2 separate regions of the Bombyx mori genome follow, and region 1 is linked to region 2. The links are chromatin contacts, called in public Hi-C maps. All regions are on one chromosome and are shown on one strand. The core of a region is the stretch at or near the end of the contact, and the rest is flanking DNA. Distances in the headings are between cores, read along the strand shown. Region 1 overlaps LOC101742959 (neuroglian). Region 2 holds the start of LOC101742959 (neuroglian).

What was found. Hi-C and Micro-C count contacts between places; a contact is called where the count stands out from the background.
Region 1: a Hi-C map of whole pupa shows a contact between it and region 2, with 2.2 times the contacts expected there. The contact joins the enhancer-like site here to the promoter of LOC101742959 in region 2. A contact is called at or near these places in 2 of 7 Hi-C or Micro-C datasets (both in whole pupa).

The regions. Positions count from the first base shown.
Region 1 is chr5:18,568,241-18,575,001 of ASM3026992v2, reverse strand. LOC101742959 (neuroglian) reads right to left here. Exons shown (of 16, transcript XM_038010863.2): 8 at 5,343-5,470; 9 at 4,654-4,935; 10 at 4,239-4,461; 11 at 4,015-4,159; 12 at 3,748-3,909; 13 at 2,474-3,446; 14 at 1,803-2,010; 15 at 1,187-1,284. Among protein-coding and RNA genes, the nearest start is that of LOC692919, 12 kb to the left of the region's middle. Within about 2 kb of position 4,216, at least 3 of the 8 cell types and tissues checked have open chromatin away from gene starts, as enhancers often do.
Region 2 is chr5:18,529,689-18,536,348 of ASM3026992v2, reverse strand. LOC101742959 (neuroglian) reads right to left here and starts at 2,117. Exons shown (of 16, transcript XM_038010863.2): 1 at 1,937-2,117; 2 at 1,466-1,555; 3 at 121-247. The coding sequence starts at 1,523. LOC101738160 (scm-like with four MBT domains protein 2) reads right to left here. Exons shown (of 7, transcript XM_004923815.5): 6 at 6,061-6,245; 7 at 5,355-5,976. The coding sequence ends at 5,411. It overlaps LOC101738294, which reads left to right and starts at 3,394. Exons shown (of 2, transcript XM_004923816.3): 1 at 3,394-3,564; 2 at 4,329-5,366. The coding sequence starts at 3,561. The coding sequence ends at 5,344.

The DNA of each region.
Region 1 (6,761 bases), core at 2,967-5,466, 37 kb before region 2:
AAGAAGGACGGAACAACAACAGTATACAACACTCGCTGCCAAACACAATCACGTGCGTAAAACGAACCTACTCTAAGAACCCTAAGACTTATTGTGTACTTTATAAAAATAAAAAATAAAAACACGATAAACAGGATTTACTCCATATCACCTTTCATATGATATTTACTGCACTCTCCTGACGCGCGGGACATGCTTTAATATACATATTTTTTTTTAAATATAAATAGCTTTCTGAGTACTTAAATATTAATAAACATAAATTTGTAAATTAATCTGTTAAAAATAACATAATTACCCTGAATAAATATGTATACTAATTGCTCATGAAGAACTTTCAAATTCTGATTGTGGCGCCAACAACATGTCCCAGCGAAAAATCAAAATGAAAATAAATCTTAGCATATGGAACGTGCGATAATTTTATATCTTTATTTGAAAACTATTTTTGAAATAGTACAATAAAGATTATGAACGCCCGTTCTTTTTAACAATAAACGCTAATATAATCATGTAAAATATTAAAAAAAAAATCACAACTCAAGTTACTAATTAAACCAATTATGGCAGGAGTCGGGATTGTCATATTAACAACACTGATCAGAACTCATAACGTGATCCAATTTGTAAGTCATTAGATACGTACGAAATTTGAATTAATTTTTTTTTTTGTAATTATTTTTAGAGTCGATCAGGCAAAGGTTTTAAGGAATATACAGGCTAGGCTAATGATGGATCTGGGGAAATGATTTTTAAACGAGCGTTGCAAATGCTTGCGAGGCTGAGTCCGGCTGGCCGGATGTTGGCGGACGTCGTTTCCGGCCGTACTGTCCGATGAAGGAGCCGTCCTCGTTCATGCCGGCTGCAAGCACACATGCGTACAGCCACACAACACAAGACCACTATGGCCGGGACACACTGACGTGACCGACACTAACAGAACATGCTTAAAAATGTCGTTTAAAAAACAAAAAAACAAAACACAAACATAGCAAGCGCCTTAGCGAAACAAACTTAGCAACTGTCATATTTTTTTTGTAGTTGTAAATAAAGTTAAATCATTAACAATATTTTATTTAAATATGAATACTGAAGTTGTACTAGGACTAGCACTAGCACAAGTAAATCCAAAACCAATGAACATGGACATCAAATGCTTAGAAAATAGATCGCAGTTGTGGCTTACCCGTCTCTCCGTCGCCGTACTCCGCCATCGAGTCCGTGTCGCTCTCGGGCCCCGGCTTGGTGCCGCTGCTCATCGAATGGCGAGACTTGTTGTCCAATCTAAGCAGAGCAACAATACTGTATATAGCACTGCGGAAGGACTCACAAGGACACGGCTACGTGGGCTTTTTGGCGGGAACGCGATGAGTGAAGTTGTGTGATTTGTTTTATTTTGTCGATTTAGTGTTTCTTCAGGTTTAAATGTGTAATAACGGTGGTTTATTAACTGTTTAGTATCTGTGAAAGTGCACAAACAAATGTGGGAAAATGAAACAAAGCCGAAAGCTGAACGTAACTTCGCGGGATCCTCCAAAAAGTCCACTGAAAAAATCTTAGTAAATGACCACCATATTACTGAGATTATATTTCATCTCATATTTTTTCATTTAATTTTATCCCAGTTGATTAATATCTCAAATTAATAATATTCATTTCACTCCATATTATCATTTTTCATAAAAATAAGACATGACTTAAAGGTCTTAGTAACCAGGTCATAAAATCCCTTAAACTGCCACGGCTAGGTCTGCGGGCGGGTAGAGGCGGGTAGAGGCGGGTAGAGGCGGGCGGGTACGTACGGGTGCGTGTACTCGTGGAAGCCGGCGTCGGGGTAGTCCCTGCGGCCGTGCGCCAGCTCGCGGTCGTGCACGTCGTACTTGCCGCCGCGGTTCCTGCGCAGCACGCACACCAGCACCAGCAGCAGCAGCAGGAAGGCCAGCGCCAGCATCACGCCGATGAACCAGCCCGCGGTCGCGATCTTCTCGTCCGGCTTCACTATCGGTCCGTCTACTTGGCACACAAGCGAAACGCACTATGTATTTTAGATTTTAATAGCTGACCCGGCAGACTTCGTAGTGTCTCAATCGATAAATAAGATCTAAACTTTTGTATAAAATAAACTTAAAACAAACAAAAGGAATCCGTTCGACGGAGGATACATCAAAGTAAAAACAAAATTGTTATTTTTATTTAATTCCGAGGTTTTTGATATTTATCTACCTTTTAAACCTTCTCTGGACTTCCAAAAATCATTAAAGTGCAAAATTAGCCAAATCGGTCCGGCCGTTCTCGACTTTTAGCGAGACTAATGAACGGCAATTCATTTTTATATATATAGATTTTCCAATTTTTAAATCACGTATCTGTTAATTGTTTTCTTTGAGCGTGGAGAGATTAATTAATAAGAATATGACTATTTCGATAAAACGCCTTTTGTGCAAAGGTGCGTCGTGCGCCGAATGCAACTCACCTATGGAGGTGTCGACCGTCCGCAGCTCGCTGGTGCTGAAGTAGTGGCCGTCGTGCACCGTGACCTTGACCTCGTACAGCTGGCCGGGCTCCAGCCCCGTCAGGATCACGAAGTCGTCCTCGGTGATGTCGTTGGTCCGCTGCCAGTCGGGGTGCCCCTTGAGCCGGTACCAGGCCACGAAGTGCGTCCCCGCGTGTCCGTCGAGCGAGGGGATCCAGCGGACTATGACGTGGGCCGTGCCCTCCTTCCCGGGCAGCGTCTCGGTCTCGAAGGCGGGCACGTCGGGCTGCGCGGTGAGCACGTTGTTGGTGGACTGCTCCACGTAGTAGCCCTTGCCCTCGCCGGCCTTGGTCTTGGCGCGGATCTCGATCCTGTACTTGGTGTTGGGCTCGAGGCCGGCGAGCTTGGCGCGGTCGAACTTGGGGTCGATCTCCTTCTTGCGCTCCTTCGGAGTCTCCACGGCCGTGGCGATCACCTTGCTGTAGTAGATCTTGTAGCCGGTGAGGACGCCGTTCTCCTCCATGGGCTTCTCCCACTTGAGCAGCATGGCGGAGGAGCCGATAGGGTAGGCCTCGAAGGAGCGAACGGTGGAGGGCTGTCCCTCGGGGGTGACGAAGCTGAGGGTGTCGCTGGCGGGCCCGTTGAAGCGGCCGTTGTAGGCGAGGATGCGCACGTTGTTCTTCTTGAAGGGCTTGAACTTGTTGACGAGGGCGCTGGTCGCGTCGGACTCCACAAAGATCTCCTTGAGCCGGTCCTCCTCGGCGTCGGTCCAGGTCTGGATTTTGTATCCTTTGAAGTGCCCCCGCAGTGACTCCGGCGCCACGGGAGTCCAGCTGAGCACGGCGCTGGTGCCGGACGTCACCTGGGACAGGCTGAGGTTGCCCGGAGCCTGAGTGGGTCGGTCCTCTCCGGACCAGCCGATCACTTCAATGGGAGTCACGTTCGATGTTCCTTTGAAGTTCACCGCCGTCACCTACAAATCATGCAGATCCTTTTAAATCATTGTTTTAACAACAAAACATAAGTTCTATATAGAAAAGTGCGAGTTTATCGTCGGTTCCTGCCGCCACAGACGTGCGACTTAGGATAGTTTTTGTATTGTTATGTAAATGTGTTTAAAATTTTGAATTTCGTTTTAGATTACGAATTTAAAAAAGCTCCACGTGCAAGTAAATATGAGCCCCTATCGATTTCGAAGAAACTTGTGAAAGCTTAATTAAAAAAATTATATCAGACTAAAACTAAATATATGTTATTGCAAGCAGCGTACGCACCTTGATCTTGTAGGGCTGGAAGGTGGGGGTGTTGGTCACCAGGTGTTCGGTTTGCTGCCAGTCCCGGACCTGGTGCTCTTCCCAGGGTTGTCCCGTGATGTTCCGGCGCCACGACACCAGATAGTAGAACCCGGGGCCGTTGTGTTCGATTTGAGGCATTTTCTGACGGATATAATGAGACGGTTGAAACAGATTGGCGCAGGTCCACTCTTACGACAATCTGCATTGTCGCGTTAGCAATGTACTGTGTGTGGTGGAGAGCGTTACCGTCCACGATATGAGCATGTTGGTGGGGTCGGTGCCCTCGCCCTTCACGTTGTCGGGGTTCTTGTAGGGCACGTCGGGCTGCGTGGTGCACACGTCGGAGTGGCCCGAGGGCGCTGACGGGCCGATCTTGTTGTGCGCCACCACGCTGTCGGTAGAACGTTGTAATGTTTAGCTATGTGTATATTATGTAGGTGTGTGGTGGTGGTGGCGGCGGCGGGACTGACCGGAAGGTGTAGTTGGCCCAGGGGCTGAGCGCGGCGGTCCAGGCGGAGTCTACTGGCGGCACGGCGGCGGCGGCGACGGCCCACACGTGCGGCGTGAAGCTGGTGTTGTAGTGCAGCGAGTAGCGCAGGATGGGCGCGCGGTTGTCGCCCGCCGCCCGCCACCGCACCGTGGCCGTGCGCGCGCCGCACTCCGCGCCCGTCAGCACCGGCGGGTTCGGCTTGTCTGCACACACACTCACACTCAAATACCAAGCTCCACACCCTCAATAATGAATTTCAGATCAGACTGAGTCCCGGTTTGAAGAGTCGGATATTAAAACCGTTTTTGCATATTATTGAGTGCCAAACCTGAACGGCGCTAAGCTAAGCTAAAACAAGTCCTTTCGTTTGTATCTGTAGTGAGGGCGGGTCGAACCTTGGACGGTGAGCGTGGCCTGGGCGCGCGCCTCGTCGACGGGCGTCCTGGCGATGCAGGTGTACTGGCCGGAGTCGAGCTCGCTGGTGTCGGAGATGAGCAGCGAGTAGTCGTTGGTCATGCGGAAGCGCGGCTGGCTCTCGAAGTCGATCTGCTGGCCGTCGTTGAGCCAGATGATTTGCAGCGGCAGCGAGTCGTCCGCGTTGGCGTTGCAGCGGAACGTGGCCGACGAGCCCGCCGCCACCTCGTAGTGCTCCGGCTTGTCCGTGATCACCGTGTGCTCTGCGGTCCAAACGTACAACCGTTACTTGGCGCTCCGTGGTCGCAGTGAGCGGCGAGCGGGCGCGGGGGCGGACACCTCGCGCCACGTCGAGAACACAATTCAAATCGGTTTGAGTGGTGTTATTTAAGAGTATTTCTTAACAGTGAACACTTTACGTGAAATATCAACAGACGATAAATGTGAGGATACTGAATTAGTGTTTAACAAAGTTACTACAAGAGTCCAGAATTCTTGAATAACACTTCGAAGGCCCGGGTCCGCGGCGGTGTTCGATAGTGGTTGGCTACTTATTAGCTAATTCACCACTAATAGCACTTGTCGACAATATTCGTTCCTCGACCGTGCGTGAGCGGGCCGCGACTACGAGTGTATGGTGGAGGTTCAATTGGAGGGCACGTGTCCTTACTCTTGACCACCAGCGATCCGTAGGCGGAGGTCTCGCCGAACTTGTTCTTGGCGTAGCACTGGTACGTGCCCACGTCAGTGAACGACACGTCGCGGATCACGAGGTCGCCCTCCGCCGTTATGTTGTATCTGTTCATTGGAAATTATGTTTAAACTAGGATTTTGATGAAGAAGTGGAACTTATTTCTAGTGGCTGGGAGTCGCGAGCTCGCAGGGAATTTGCTATCACTACATAGTATAAAACAAAGTAGCTTTCTCTGTCCCTATATCTGTCTGTCCCTAAGAATGCTTAAATCTTTAAAACTACGCAACGGATTTTGATGCAGTTTTTTTTATTAGATAGAGTGATTGAAGAGGAAGGTTTATATGTATAATAACATCCATTAAATAGTGGAGAAATCAATAATAAACTACAGTTTCGAAGCGAAACGAGGGCGGGTCGCTAGTAACCTATAATTGCGGAGGATGACATTCAATTGAGTTTCTCCAGAGTCCTCATCAACATAATTCTCTATATGTCAGCATTGAGTTTAGCATAGTAAATTAAGAGTAATTCAGCAAAATAAATTGTTATCTTGGTATTAAACGAAACCATCGCTATTATCCATGTCAATACGAGACTATCAGTACAACTGTGAAGCAATAGAACTTACTAATGTCAAGTTCATTATAAAATAAATATAGGACAATGCAACATTATGAATGCTCTGGCAGCGACATGTTTTCTTTGTCTCGCAAGTGTGACATAACGGAGCGCCCAATACAAAATTCGTTTCAATCAAAATGACCCACAACACTCCGGCGAAGTAACAGAATGCCGACTAAATATAAAAGCCGGGAAAGGTCTCGGTAAAGGTCAGATACGAATTAAACTCTTTAAAGGGAAAACGGGTCGAAAATGATTATAGAATTTAAATCGAGTGACAATATTTAAGGATGTATTATTGATTTGATACTATATCAAGCCCTGATTTAGTTGCAAATGTTCGGTTTTGTTGGTAAACATTTTCTGTTACACAATAAAATAACAAAGACACCGGTCTCATTACGTATGGTAAGTGACGAAATATAAAATATATGTGTTAATGCTGCAATTGAAGAATAATTTCGAAACTAGTCGTAGCTTGTATGTTGTATTTATTGTTGTGGAATATCTCGTATATCGTCGTACTTCCTTGCCTTCCTGAGTAGGAGTGGGCTCTGTAGATACCATAGCTTCCATGTACCATTCAGCCGAAAAGCGTTGCAGATTCTAAATGTTGAAATGAAGTCGGGTCTGATCTGATGTTGGACGGTTACCAGATCCCATAGACACCAAAGCCTGAATTTCGATCCTTGTCGGTCGCAACAAGAGGTAACCCCGGGCGGGCTGGCGGAACTGTTGATTACCTTGCAGTATAATCAAGGCGCCGGGAGAGAT
Region 2 (6,660 bases), core at 868-3,367:
GTGCTATTGCAACTACACAAAGTTTAAAACCTTAAACCACCTAAGTAAAGGGGATAAATTTTAATTCCTAAAGATTGAGTTCTACAGTTTTATAAAATAAATAAAAATAAATGTGCGTACTTAGGTGCTGGTTCTCCTTCAGCCTCGCACTCTATAATAAAAGGTTTATCCACTTCTCCCTGTTGCGCCACTTGGAACAGGATTTCTTCCTGAGTCGGTTGCTTCACGATTTTTGGTGGAGATGTTACTGTTGGCAAAATATTTAAGTTAATCTTTAATTTTTGCATATACAGCACAAGTTTTTAAAAGAAAAGCTTCATTTATTTGATAAATTTACATTCAGTTAGTATTATAGATTGCTAACACCATTACATGATTCTAGATACTGAAACTTTTGCTTGACTGGGAAGATGTGGTGTTTTTTTTCTTTTTTCCTTTCTAATGCAGCACCAGGCTGGATGGTGAGTGATGACCAGTCCTCACTTATATAGAAATGTATATCACTTATATAGACTATGTGGGAGTTGAAATCCACTGTCACGTAGATTTTTTAAGCAAATATATACCGATCACAAATAACACCACGAAAAAGTGATGATGTTGTAAATATAAAACTTACAAAACTATGTAATTTACTTATTTAGAAAAATTAAAAAAACGTACATAATACAGTAAATTAATCATGTTTTATCTGTAGATATTTAAAAAGTGCAATATTATACTCATATTTTTAAATAATAATTAGTTTTAAAAACTTTTCCAATCTTTTTCTTTTAACTTAACAAAAAATTACTTCAATTGGTGTATAACACAAGTGAATCCATCTGATATTAAAAAGATTCAAACTGTTGTTATTTATTTAATCAGATATCCAGTGTACATACAGCATACAATATACATACAGACAGACATACTGCCTTTATGTAGGATATGTTCAATGGTAATCAATAATAAAGTAATTAGGAAACTTAGAACACCAATTTAGAAATTATTTTCATTGTAATGTATTAAATAATATCTTTATTATATAATGTTTAGTAATAGATCCAGTTCCAAGCAGAAACAGAAGGGATTTCCATTCATTCAGGGACTTGTTTCACAATAAGAAATAAAAGTGTGCTTGAACTATTATTTCATATTGTTATTACTCTTCTGTTGGAACACGTTTTTATTTTATTTAAGGAAACTCAAATATGTAAAATTTGTTATTAAAAATCAATTTACTATGATTAAATACCTAAAAACAGACTTTTAATTTAGAATATAGAATAATAACTAAGAGCATAGTTGTTGGAAAGGGCTTCGTGTTAAATAGACTGTGAAATCTAGCTACAGGACAGTGAAAGGGACCTAAGTTACATTGACTATATCACACGAAATTCTGCAAACATATATGTTGCTAATATTTTTAACGGAAATTTATACTAGATTGAGAGATGTACAGATGCGAATATATAATACTCACATAAAGCAGCGGCCTGCGAGACTAACGCTATGAAACACAGAATTCTGCTCGTATCCATTGTGAGGACTACGTCGTTCACAACTCGTTTATCTAACAAGAAACAAAATAAACAACTTTAAAACATAGCAAAACACATTTCTCCAGCACACATGTTCGCCGCACTCGATGACCTAATCCGAATAAAGAATACAGACACACTACAATGACAACACCCACTAAAAATAGTTGCCGGGAATTCAATCAATTCCCATACGTTTTGTGACACAATAACATTTTAAACATACTAAAACTATAAAGATATCGTAAATCTTTCTCTGGATAAAGTATTACCGGCAAAGAATGCCTTAAAGCCGCGACAAACTAAGCTATTTATTTCAGTATGCGACAAATCGATAATTACATTCCAGTAAGAAAAGTTTGCTTGTTTTAAATAAGAAAGTAACGGTTTTTACTTAACAAATTCGTTATTACCTAGATTTCTTGTTTTAATACAATAACATCGCGAAAACTAACAAACTAAAAATATTAATGTAAAGGCGGGGCCTCTGAGATTCGCTGTCGACTCTCGTTCGTTCGTACTTCGTTCATAAAAATTGATGAAATTGACGGTTCAACGTCGGTTCGGTTCAATGACTGTTAAGCCAACGCCATAAATATATTTTTATTCGGCTTTGCAGCCTGTATAGGCAAAGGGTATCGTAGATATTTTATACGTGACAAAGCAAAGGAAACACAGCCTATACTTCCAAGCTTCTATTTTATGAAGGTTAAAGCAGTAAACGATACCCGTAATGAAATTTAATTACTACACATTTCACAGTAAATTGGTGAGAACCTACTAAGCTATAATGGAATTTTTGGAAGAAACCATTTTCGGGTTTTGTTCTATCTTCTCACCTTTATGTATTTCATTTAAATATCACTTCTCTACTTTGAAAAAGCGGCGGAACAAGATAACCTTCTTATCGTGGTCACCGCTAACTACATATTCGAATCAGGTGATGGAATAAAGCAAAGCCGCGGTCGCCCAAAACATGTCTTGTCGGATACGCTGGATCCACTCTCGGTGCATTTAGGCTCTGCAAACATCGGTCACCGTCCTCGCAAGATTAATATTTAAATTATTAGTCCTCGTCGAACTCGTCGACTACGACGAAGAGCTCAACATGTGAACTAGTCCATAGATACAAACCACTGAATTTTTCGCCGGATCTTCTCAGTGGGTCGCGATTCCGATCCGGTAGTAGATTCAGAGAAGCAATACTCTTGCTAGGACCAGTGTTAGCAATTCTCTAAGGTTGAGCCCGTGAGCTTATCTACCGGTCAACGGGAAGTTGGGCGAAAGAGGCGAAAGAGACTCAAGAAGATGTCGCATAAGCTGCTCTGCACGCACCTTAAGAACAAATTTGAAGTCGTCGTGGCCTAAAAGATAAGACGTCCGGTGCATTCGTATCGAGCGATGCACCGGTGTTCGAATCTCGCTGGCGGGTACCAATTTCTCTAATGAAATACGTACTCAACAAATGTTCACGAGTGACTTCCACGGTGAAAGAATAACATCGTGCAATAAAAATCAAACCCGCAAAATTATAATTTGCGTAATTACCGGTGGTAGGACCTCTTGTGAGTCCGCACGGGTAGGTACCACCGCCCCGCCTATTTCTGCCGTGAAGCAGTAATGCGTTTCGGTTTGAAGGGTGGGGCAGCCGTTGTGACTATACTGAGACCTTAGAACTATATCTCAAGGTGTGTGGCGCATTTACGTTGTAGATGTCTATGGGCTCCAGTAACCACTTAACATCAGGTGGGCTGTGAGCTCGTCCACACATCTAAGCAATAAAAATAAAAAAAAAGAATAACGGCATTCCATAAGCCATCCTCTTTTTGCTACCTACTTTTAGTTATATTATGTTATGTGATCCGTTGTCATTGATTCTATATTTTTGACAACGTCAGAAGGGCGCGAATTTAAAATGATATTTTTGAAATTTTGAAAATTATTTTATTTATAAACCTGCCATAAATCATCAATAAGTAATTTCAAACTATTTTTTTTATTTCAAATTAATTGATGTGTTAATGATTAGCCCTGAAAATGCGTAAGTTATTGATTAGCTTTGCAACAATTTATTTTAACATATTAGCTAAAACATGTAGCATTGTATATTAAATTTATGAAAATTAAATTAGCAATAGCGAATTAAAGTACGTATGGATCTCTGTCTTTCAAATAACCGTTAGGTGTTTAAAATAATGAAAAGAAATTTTATAAATTGCGATCTTATTACGATTTAAGCTACTGAGTTTTCACCAGATCTTATCAATGGGTTGCGCTTCCGATCTGGTGATAGATTCAGCGAAGCTTATTAGGGTAAATGTTAGCAAACTTTCTCAGGCTGAGCCTCGTCACTTTGCTCACTAATCAAGAAGACGCCAAAATAGATCCTCGAAGCTACTGGCAGATTACTGGTGGTAGGACCTCTTGAGAGTCAGCGCGGGTAGGTACCACCACCCTGCCTATTTCTGCCGTGAAGCAGTAATGCGTTTCGGTTTGAAGGGTGGGGCAGCCGTTTTAACTATACTTGAGACCTTAGAACTTATATTTCAAGGTGGGTGGCGCATTTACGTTGTAGATGTCTATGGGCTCCAGTAACCACTTAACACCAGGTGTGTGAGCTCGTCCACACATCTAAGCAATAAATAAAAAATTGTAGGCTAAAAAATAAACAACACTTATAATTTGCAGTAGGTACTTATTAAAGTATACATATAATGATAACAATAACTACTTTAATGGTGAATTTTACAGGTGTATTATTAATAACCGAAATATTTCGATACATTTGCGTTTCATTCCTTGCAGCTAACGCCTGTGATCTTTACTTGAAGACCCGGCACAGTTTCTGTTCTCCACGTCAAAGAGCGCCCATCGTCTTTAATTCAGATGTGAACGTTTCGAAAAGTTCCTCACAGTCCCACGAGTATTCATCTCCAAAGTATTACGAACGATATGAGCACGATGAAGTGCCCGTTAGGGAATCCGATTTAAGTGCTACCACCGATAAGGATGTCATACTAACAAATTCAGAACTCGACAAAATCGAAAAGAGAGTTTATGAGACTGTTTCACAAGAACTGCAAACCGACGAGAGCTCATCTATCAGTCTCGACTCGAACATAAAATTCTTTAAGACGACTGTAGAAAAGCTATTTGAGAACTTTTACACCAGCATGAGAGATTTTGACCTCTACAAGCAGCGGTTTAACGAAATCTTAGCCAAAAATAAAGAGGAATCCTTGGTCGACATGGAGGACTTTATTAATGACATGTTCCAGAATATGATGTCTTCGGTCGACATTAAAGTGACCGGCTCAACGACCACAGCTAAACGTTCCGGAAATTGTGACGCATCCACACCCACCAACTCGCAAGGGTCGGAAGGATACGTTACGTTTTACAATGGAAACCTCAATACGGACTCTTCGTTTAACGAACAGTCCTCAGCTACGAGGAGTTCAGGAGACGGAGGGGAGACCTTTAACCTATATTTGGTCGAGGGGACGTCTTGCGTACAAATTAACGTGGTGGAAAGAAGTCGCCTCTCGGAGATTAATATCAGAAACTTGGATTACGAGTCGGTCCGAAATAAGTTCGCGTCTGCGGAGAATTTGAAAAAATTGGGAGACGAGTTCGATGAGGACAGCTGGGCGGCCGAGCGCCGAGACCGCGTCCCCAGCGACCTGGACATCCGCGTCAAGAAGTGCTCGGCCAAGAAAAACATTTACTCCAACGAAGACTTCACGGTCAACGAGGGCGGTGACGCTAAATCGTTATTAACCAAAATCTGCAGTTACATTTGCAAAAAGTTTCGAAAATAAAATGCTCGAATATTCAACAAAACATAGTTTATTACGGACTAGAAGTACACGGGCGGCGGAGGGAGATCACGAGCCGCAGTTCTGCTCGAAGTTGTGCGTGTACCAGCGCACGATGGCGATGTGCTTGCTGAGCTGCAGCGCGAACTCCTTCTTCATGTGCAGGAAGTCTCTGATGACGGGCAGGTCCAGCATGACGAAGGCCTCGCCGTCGATCTCCTCCCGCTTCATGCGCTCGGCGACGGGCTTGCAGTCGTCCGTGCTGCTCAGGTAGGCGTACACGTCGTCCACGCTCCAGTCCAGCGGGTTGCGGGACAGCTTCAGCTCGAGGGCGAGGTCCCGCTCGAAGGGGCGGGGGGCGTCCCGGGCGCCGCGGAGCTTCTTGAGCTCGGGCTCCTCGGCGTCCGACACGTCCGAGATGCGCTTGTCGCGCGACGTGGAGCTGGTCTCCGTGTCGCTGTCCGGGGACGCCCGCTTGCGCACGGCGCGCACCGGCCGCGGGGAGCACTCGCCGGGCTCCTTCTCGCGCTCCTGCGAGGGCTGCTCCTTGTCTCGCTTCTCGTGCGCGCCCTTCTTCTTCTTCTTCTTGCCGTTGACGCTGCCCTTGGGTCGGCCGCGGCGCTCCGTGCCGTTATCTGCAACGCAAGGGGCGGAATGATTGAGCGGCGGAGTGTGCAGGGGCGGGCGCGGGTGCGAGTGCGGAGGGTGGCGCTACTGACGGAAGGTGGCCTTGTCGACCTGGTGGCAGGCGTGCGGGCAGGCGGCGCGGGGGCGGGAGTAGTGGTGGGTGCCGAAGAGCGCGGGGCAGGCCTGCAGACGCACGCAGGCGGCGCGGCAGAAGGCGGGCACCTGCGCGCGGCGCGTGGCGATGGGCACGTAGGCGTGGTACGTGCTGCTCTTCAACCTGCGGACACGAGCGCGCTCTCAGACCGTGCCACTGTTGTCTCGACACCGGACCACAACAACATTACCTACACTCGGGCGCAATGAAATCGCACATCTGTACATTTTTTGAAAAATATTATTTACTTCTTTTTATTTAAAAAAATACATATATTTTTTAACATAAGGTTAAAGGATAGTTCAATACCTATTCAATGATACCACATAAGACATGATAAGTTTACCTGCCTGCTGAAACAAAACGACAACAGCAAACTTCAAAAATTGCTCCCTCAACTCACTGCAGTTTGCAAGACCAACTGCAGGTATAAAAAGGCATGTTTTGTGTAAAACGTCATCAGTTGCAAGCCAACGCTTAACCTGATAAGACCTCTAGTGACTCCAATTGCATTTGTCTGAAAAAGATGGATACTACT